Regions from separate parts of the Mus musculus genome. Here region 1 is linked to region 2. Evidence: chromatin contacts called from public Hi-C data. All regions are on one chromosome and are shown on one strand. Each heading gives the region's core, a stretch centred on a gene start, on an enhancer-like site or on the middle of the called end of the contact. The rest is flanking DNA. Distances are from core to core; before and after follow the strand shown. Region 1 has its middle 49 kb from the start of Hmgn3. Region 2 holds the start of Hmgn3 (high mobility group nucleosomal binding domain 3).

Region 1 (3,296 bases), core at 311-2,810, 49 kb after region 2:
CTCCCTATCTCATAGAAAATAGAGGCCAGGCTCACCCTCTGAGTATGGTGGTGGGGGAGGGGTGATAGGCACATAGGCGACATTAGTGATTGTAGCAGCCACCCCAGAGTGTGAGAAGTCTTAAGGGAGTGGAGTAAGATTAAAGTATCATTTTGGAGAATCAGAGAATAAAGTGACCCGACTAGAAACATAGTGGTAATTTTATTGTTTTCAGGGTCCATTTTAAGATGTATCAGGTCTACAACTACTATCATTCTGTTATTTACAGGTTTCCACATGTGCCTAAGATTTTTCCTCGCTCTCTGTCTCATTGATCCAAGGACTTGGGCCTGATTGGGACTGAAAGGGAATGAAGAAAAGACATGCCCGCACGCACGCACGCACGCACGCACGCACGCACGCACGCACGCACGCATGCACATGGGGAGGGGTGGAGACTGGGGTCCAGTAGAATACACTTTTTGATGGAGAAAGTAGAGGATTCTGGAAGCTCAGTTGAATGATGGGTTCATTGCCTACAGGTAAACAAGGAGTCAGAGTTATTATATACAGTGAACAAAGAGGCTGGTTTAGCTACTCTTGGTAGGAGCAGGCTCTGTATGGGAGCAGTCTTCAGATTGTAAATATTCAGAAGAAGAAAGCTGTGGCAGACATTACACTTCTTCAACATTTGAATCCAAGGAATCATTGCCATACTCCTGAGCCTTTCCTGTCGAAAACCTCGGCACTCCCATGGCAGTGCCCACATCAATAGCACACTGCTCACCAGGGACCTCACCCATTCAGGGTTTCCTCCGCTCCCAGTAATACCCTCCCCCGTGTTATAAAGATTCTTTTTCCTATTTCCTTCTAGTATTGAGGATAGTGTTGAGAAACTTTTAAGCAATACATTTCGATTGCTTAACTAGGGCGTTTGGTTAATCAGAATATCATCAGAATTCAATTATCAGAATGCTTTTTTAGACAATGGACATACACTAAAACATGTTTGTACAGGCAGATAGCCTTGACATCCAACCAAACCTAACTTTACAAGACAGGCACGTTAGCCAACTAAGTGACGGAGCCACTTCAAAACTTGATTTTAATAAAAGTCTCATATAAAAAAAAGTCAGCTATAACATATCTGTTTCAATTTCAAAACAAAACAACAACAACAGCAAACAACCCACAACAACAAAAGGTTCTGTCCTACCGCTGCTAGGAAAAGCTTCAACCTTCTTGTTTTCATTTTGAGATTCATAAACTTCTTCTTAAGCTTACAGGCCCATCATCAATGCAATAAACCTTTACTTTACCCAAGAGGGCTGAGTCGTGAGAAAGAGAGAACTGCTGGAAAACAAGACTTGGAACAGAAAGCGTTAAAGAACTCGTGGCTCCCACCAAACTCATGCTCTGCCAGCTATGGGTCACAGATGTGTGTGGTGGTGCCTGGCATCTGTTCTGCTACAGAGGCTAATTAAAGAAACAAAAAAGTGCTGGCCTGGCTACCAATAGAAATCACAGCGTCTAAGAAACTCAGCAACCAGGACCAGCGAGTCCCTAGGAAATTACCCAGCAACAAATAGGAGCTCAAACGGTGCATCATAGCAACCACAGCATAACAGACAAAGTGAGTCCAATCCAGCAGGGTCAGGGGCCAGAAGACTTAACAGCTGTCCAAGCATATCCAGAAGATGCTATATGTCATTGTTTTGGTGTGAGCTATGAACTCACGAGTTAAATAGAAGAGAGTCATTTTCTTCAGTGACAAGTATTTGAAAACCCCCAGCAATTCAGTTCAATGGCACAAAGGTGTGTGTGTGGGGGGGGGGGGGGCACAGAAGAGCTGAGCTGCTTGGGGATTTAACCTGAGATGTCTTTGGGACATTCAAGAAAAGCTGATGAATTTATAGGCTAGATGATGGAGGGCACAATCCAGCTGGTGACCTAGGTACAGAAACGGATATACTCAGTAGTTAACATTGTGGCTTTGGAGAAAATTATGAGGCTACAATGAAAATAAGTCATCACTCTGGGGATCAATAATATTTACATGAAGCCAGAGAAGGGAACGAAGGTTGGAGGAGAGCCAGGGAAGAGAAGCAAGGGAAGCAGGGATTGGGGGGTGGGTGGGGTGGGAGGGGTGGGAGGGGGAAGGAGAGCGCCACACAGAGCCCAGTGCTGCTCCTGCTCTTCCAGGTGCCAACTGGTTTTGGCGAGGAGGAAGTTGTCACTGATATTCATGAGATTATCTCAGGAGAAGTACTGGGAGGAAGTCGTGCAACGTGAGTGAGAAGGAAGAGAAAACAGAAACAGGTTCTGGGATTAAAAGGGAAATAGAAGCCGGGCATAGAAGAAGTTCACACTTGTTAGCCTTGCACGCGGGCTGAGGTGGCCAGAGAATGCAGGTTCCAGCGTGGTCTTAGCGACTAGTGATTTCACCAGGGATAGATTGGGTTGCATTAGGGGAACCTTGCCTCAACCAAAGCAAGTCAAAAAGGTGCGATGGTGTGTGCCTATAACCCTCTTGGGCGGCAGAAGCAGAGGGTCAGGAGTTCAAGGTCATCTTCAGCTACACGGGAAGTAAAGGTCTGACCTGAGCTAAATGAGATCTGAGCTAAATGACAGCCTGCTTCAGAAAACAAAGAAATAAACAATAAAACAAACAATAGCAAGCAAGCAACCGGACGGAAAATCCAGTGATCCACGCAGCTGCCTTGAATAGTGCTTTAACCAAGGCCTGCAAGCATCTGTGTTAGTTGTGGTTCTTGGCTCTGCACACACTTTCTCCCTTTGAATGAGGGTTCAATGGTCAAACCCTGGGAATCCAGCAGAGTGTGAAGTGAACTGACACTAAGTTGTTATTAGGCATAGGGTTCATTATTGCTGATTTATTTAATTTCCACAAAGCCTGTTATGGATGTTTCTTTCAGATGGAGATTTAAAGGGATAACAGCAGTGAGAGGTAACTTTAGTCTGCCTCGGACCCACTACCACCGGTCCACTTTGATTTAGTAGTCCTGGAAAGAATTCTCATTTTTCTCTTGCTTATAGATTTTCTAGGTTTTGAATACGTTTTAAGGTCTATTCCACTGTCTTAGTCTGTCACCATGATGAAGAAGCAATGGTAGCCTCACTTTATCAAGAATGGATTACTTAGCCCTCAGTTCCATAGTTCTGGATTATGGCACCAGTATTGGCTGAGCTCCGGTGAGTACCTCGTGACTTATGACATCAGAGTGTTAGTGTTAGAGGGAAGAGCTGCTTTCTTGACAGCAAGTCAGAGAGAAATGGGGAGCAGTCCCTTCAGAAGG
Region 2 (2,962 bases), core at 430-2,929:
ATTTCCTGAATCCCTCTATACGAAGAGAAAGCGTTAACAACGGTGTCAAGTAAGGCCTTCGGGATTCACAGCTCCACTCTAAACCAATGACTGGTTAATGAAATGTTGGCAATGAATCTTAAGACGCTGCTCAATGAGACTAAAACAGTTCCGTGGTTATGTAGATTAAGCCAGATAAAGCACATCAGACTCCACCCACCATGAGACACAGAGTAGGTTCATGTTCTAATAGTATGATCGATTTTCTTTTAAAGAATGGAGGTGCTTGGGCTGGCTCAAAGAGTAAATACACTTGCTGTAGATCCCCACAACCCACACGATAGGAGAGAGCCTACTACTGCAATCTGGGTGTCAGTGCCTCCTGTGAATACAATCAATCAATCAATCAATGTAATAAAATACATTTTAAAGGAGTGGAGTTGTTTATAATAAAATTCTTAGTGACGATGCATAAGGAAGCAAAAGCTTCTAAAAATTTTAAAGCTTTGATAGTTTTAAATAAAGCAACCACACACACACACAGTGCACAGTCTTCGGGAGAAAACGGTATTAACCAAGTTTCAACTTTAATGGCCAAGATGGTTGACTTGGGTCCTTTGGGCAGGTGGCAGGAAGGTTTTTTTCTTAGGACGCAATCCTCACACATCGCTTTTCTCTGGGAGGGGTAGAAAAATATCTGCCCTTCCTTCACCAGTCCAATGACAAGTCGAAGCCCCACCCTGAGGGAGCTGTGTGGCCCCACGTGTGGCTCATGACGTCCCTGCGCGGAGGGGACACAACCCACCAGGGGCAAAGGAGAGACTAAAAAGACCTCGGTTCCCTGCCTGGCCAAGCGTGGGGTCGTGGGTGGGACAGTGGCAGGGGCTTGGTGGCCCCTGACCTTGGCAGGGTCAGTGAGCTTGGCACCAGTCCCCTTCTTTGCAGCCTACCCGGCGCTGCGCACTGCCCCGCCCGCCCTCGCGGCTGGTGATTGACACCGGAGTGGGTACATACGGGTCCGCGGCGCAGCAGGGCTGGCGTAGGGAAACATGGCTTTCCCTCTCCCGGCCTTCCGCCCGCATCGCGCTCGCCCAGGGCACGGCCCAGGGGACACTCCGGACCCCGCCTAGCTCCTCTGAGTGCTTCCACGTTTTTCGATTTCCCTGGCCCGGGAGACTCCTCTCATTGCTTTCCCTCCACCCTGAGAACAACCTGAGTTTGCCAAGAGGAAACTCCTGCGAGGGGGATGGATACCCGCCCTGGCTGCTGGCAAGAGATGGAAACCATTCCAAGCAGGAGTTGATGGAGAGGGGAGGACGTCCCTGGAGGGAAAGTAACACTCAGAGCTCCGTGCGGGGCGAGCGAGGTCAGCAACAGGCATTTGCAGAAGGAGCGGGCAGCGGCCGTGCCCAGCGCCTGAGTTATTAGGCGCATCGCCGCGTTCATCGCAGCGCAGGGGGCTTACTCCAAACACACTCGAGGGCCTGCGAGCAGGGTTTTTTTTTCCCCCTTTACAGGACTTACCTTTCTCTTCGGCATAATGACTACGTTGGTGCAGCAAAAAAAGTAAAGCAATGTTCTGGGCCGCCTGGCACACTGCTGGATGCTGCCTGGCCGCTGCTGCTACTCCCGCAATGGGCTCGGCTAGCCCGGCCTCTCCGACCTGCACCTCCGCTTCCTCCCCCGGCGCTCCACTCGCTCGCATCCCGGTCCCCCAATGGCGAGCCCTGCCAGCCAGCCGCGAGGCCCCATTGGCTAAGAGAACGTTCTAAATTCCACGAGGGCACGCCCACCCCCGTTCACCCGGTACGCGCAGTTGTAGTTTCCACTTCACTGGGAAAAAAAAAAAAAATCTGCCTGGCGACTGAGCATGCCCAGTTCAACTAGTATCCTTCAGGCTGCACTAACTTGGAGTTTCATTGTTTGACGTGCCTTCTTTGGATTAAACCATTGTGCATCTTCATAGGAAAAAAAAGTTTAGTATTAAGTAATGCTGGGTTAACTTTATAAAGTAAATAGGGCCACGGGGTGCCTTGTACAATTGTTACTTATAAAAGCTTGTAACGGGTGTTCATGGTGCGGGTCTATACAGGGTAGGAAGGTCTGTTCTGGAAGAGTTTCCACAGTTTCTAAGGTTCTCAGTTCCATCTCTAGCAAATACCATCCCCCATCCCCATAGTTCCTTGGTCTAATTGTTTTGTTTTTTGTTTTTCTTTAAGTCTGTGTTACAAGTCATATATGAATTCAGCCAATTATTCAGCTATGTGTGAATAATTGTTATAATTGATATAAATGTTTGTTGTGGAAACTAAGGGGAAATCGAGAAATGTAGGAACAAATAAATCACTTATATATTAAATATGTACATTTAAACGACACCTGCCAGGTTACCATTTTGTGTATAGTGTAATGTTTCTCGACATTCCGCAAAGAATTGCAAAATACATTATCTGAATTTATTTAAGACCGGTTTTATCCTGACTAAAGACCTCAGACCCGGGAGGCTGGGGGGGGGGGGATTTTTTGGTCAACATCCTTCATAAACATAGGCACAAAGACACAGACAAAATTTTATCAAATCAAATTCAACAACATTTTTAAAAAGCTAATACATAACCAGGGGAGTTGAACCTGGGAACACAGGATTCGTTCTGTGAATCAAATCATCCTGAAAATCAATCAGTGTGATCATAGCACTGATTCTATTATAATTATATAATATGATATATAATTATATTATGTTTATTATAGCACAAAGCTATAATCGGGACTGTGACCATCTCAAGGGCTGCAGGGGGAATGCTAGGGAATGGGTGAGCAAGTCATGATAAGTCTACAGTAGAATATTACTCTGTGATCAAAGAAATAAGTTTTCCCTGATGAGATAAATAACAAAAGAAAAATGCTAAATGGAAGTCAATACAAGACACTATACTGGGTGGTTTTGTTTATATGAAATTCCAGGAAAAACAAAGCAAACTAA

Evidence for each region. A called contact is a pair of places that touch in the nucleus more often than the background predicts.
Region 1: a Hi-C map of olfactory sensory neurons shows a contact between it and region 2, with 2.0 times the contacts expected there. The contact joins the enhancer-like site here to the promoter of Hmgn3 in region 2. A contact is called at or near these places in 1 of 39 promoter capture datasets (macrophages), 1 of 15 datasets of contacts at CTCF or cohesin (the NIH/3T3 cell line), 4 of 484 Hi-C or Micro-C datasets (cortical neurons, granulosa cells, nephron progenitors and 1 more) and 2 of 9 other capture datasets (adipose tissue and pancreatic islet).

Annotation. Positions count from the first base shown.
Region 1 is chr9:83,193,676-83,196,971 of GRCm38.p6, forward strand. No RefSeq gene overlaps it. Among named protein-coding and RNA genes, the nearest start is that of Hmgn3, 49 kb to the left of the region's middle. Within about 2 kb of position 1,561, at least 15 of the 459 cell types and tissues checked have an H3K27ac peak or open chromatin away from gene starts, as enhancers often do. A contact at or near this core is called in olfactory sensory neurons and pancreatic islet, where this site is marked.
Region 2 is chr9:83,144,928-83,147,889 of GRCm38.p6, forward strand. Hmgn3 (high mobility group nucleosomal binding domain 3) reads right to left here and starts at 1,680. Exons shown (of 6, transcript NM_026122.4): 1 at 1,504-1,680. The coding sequence starts at 1,518.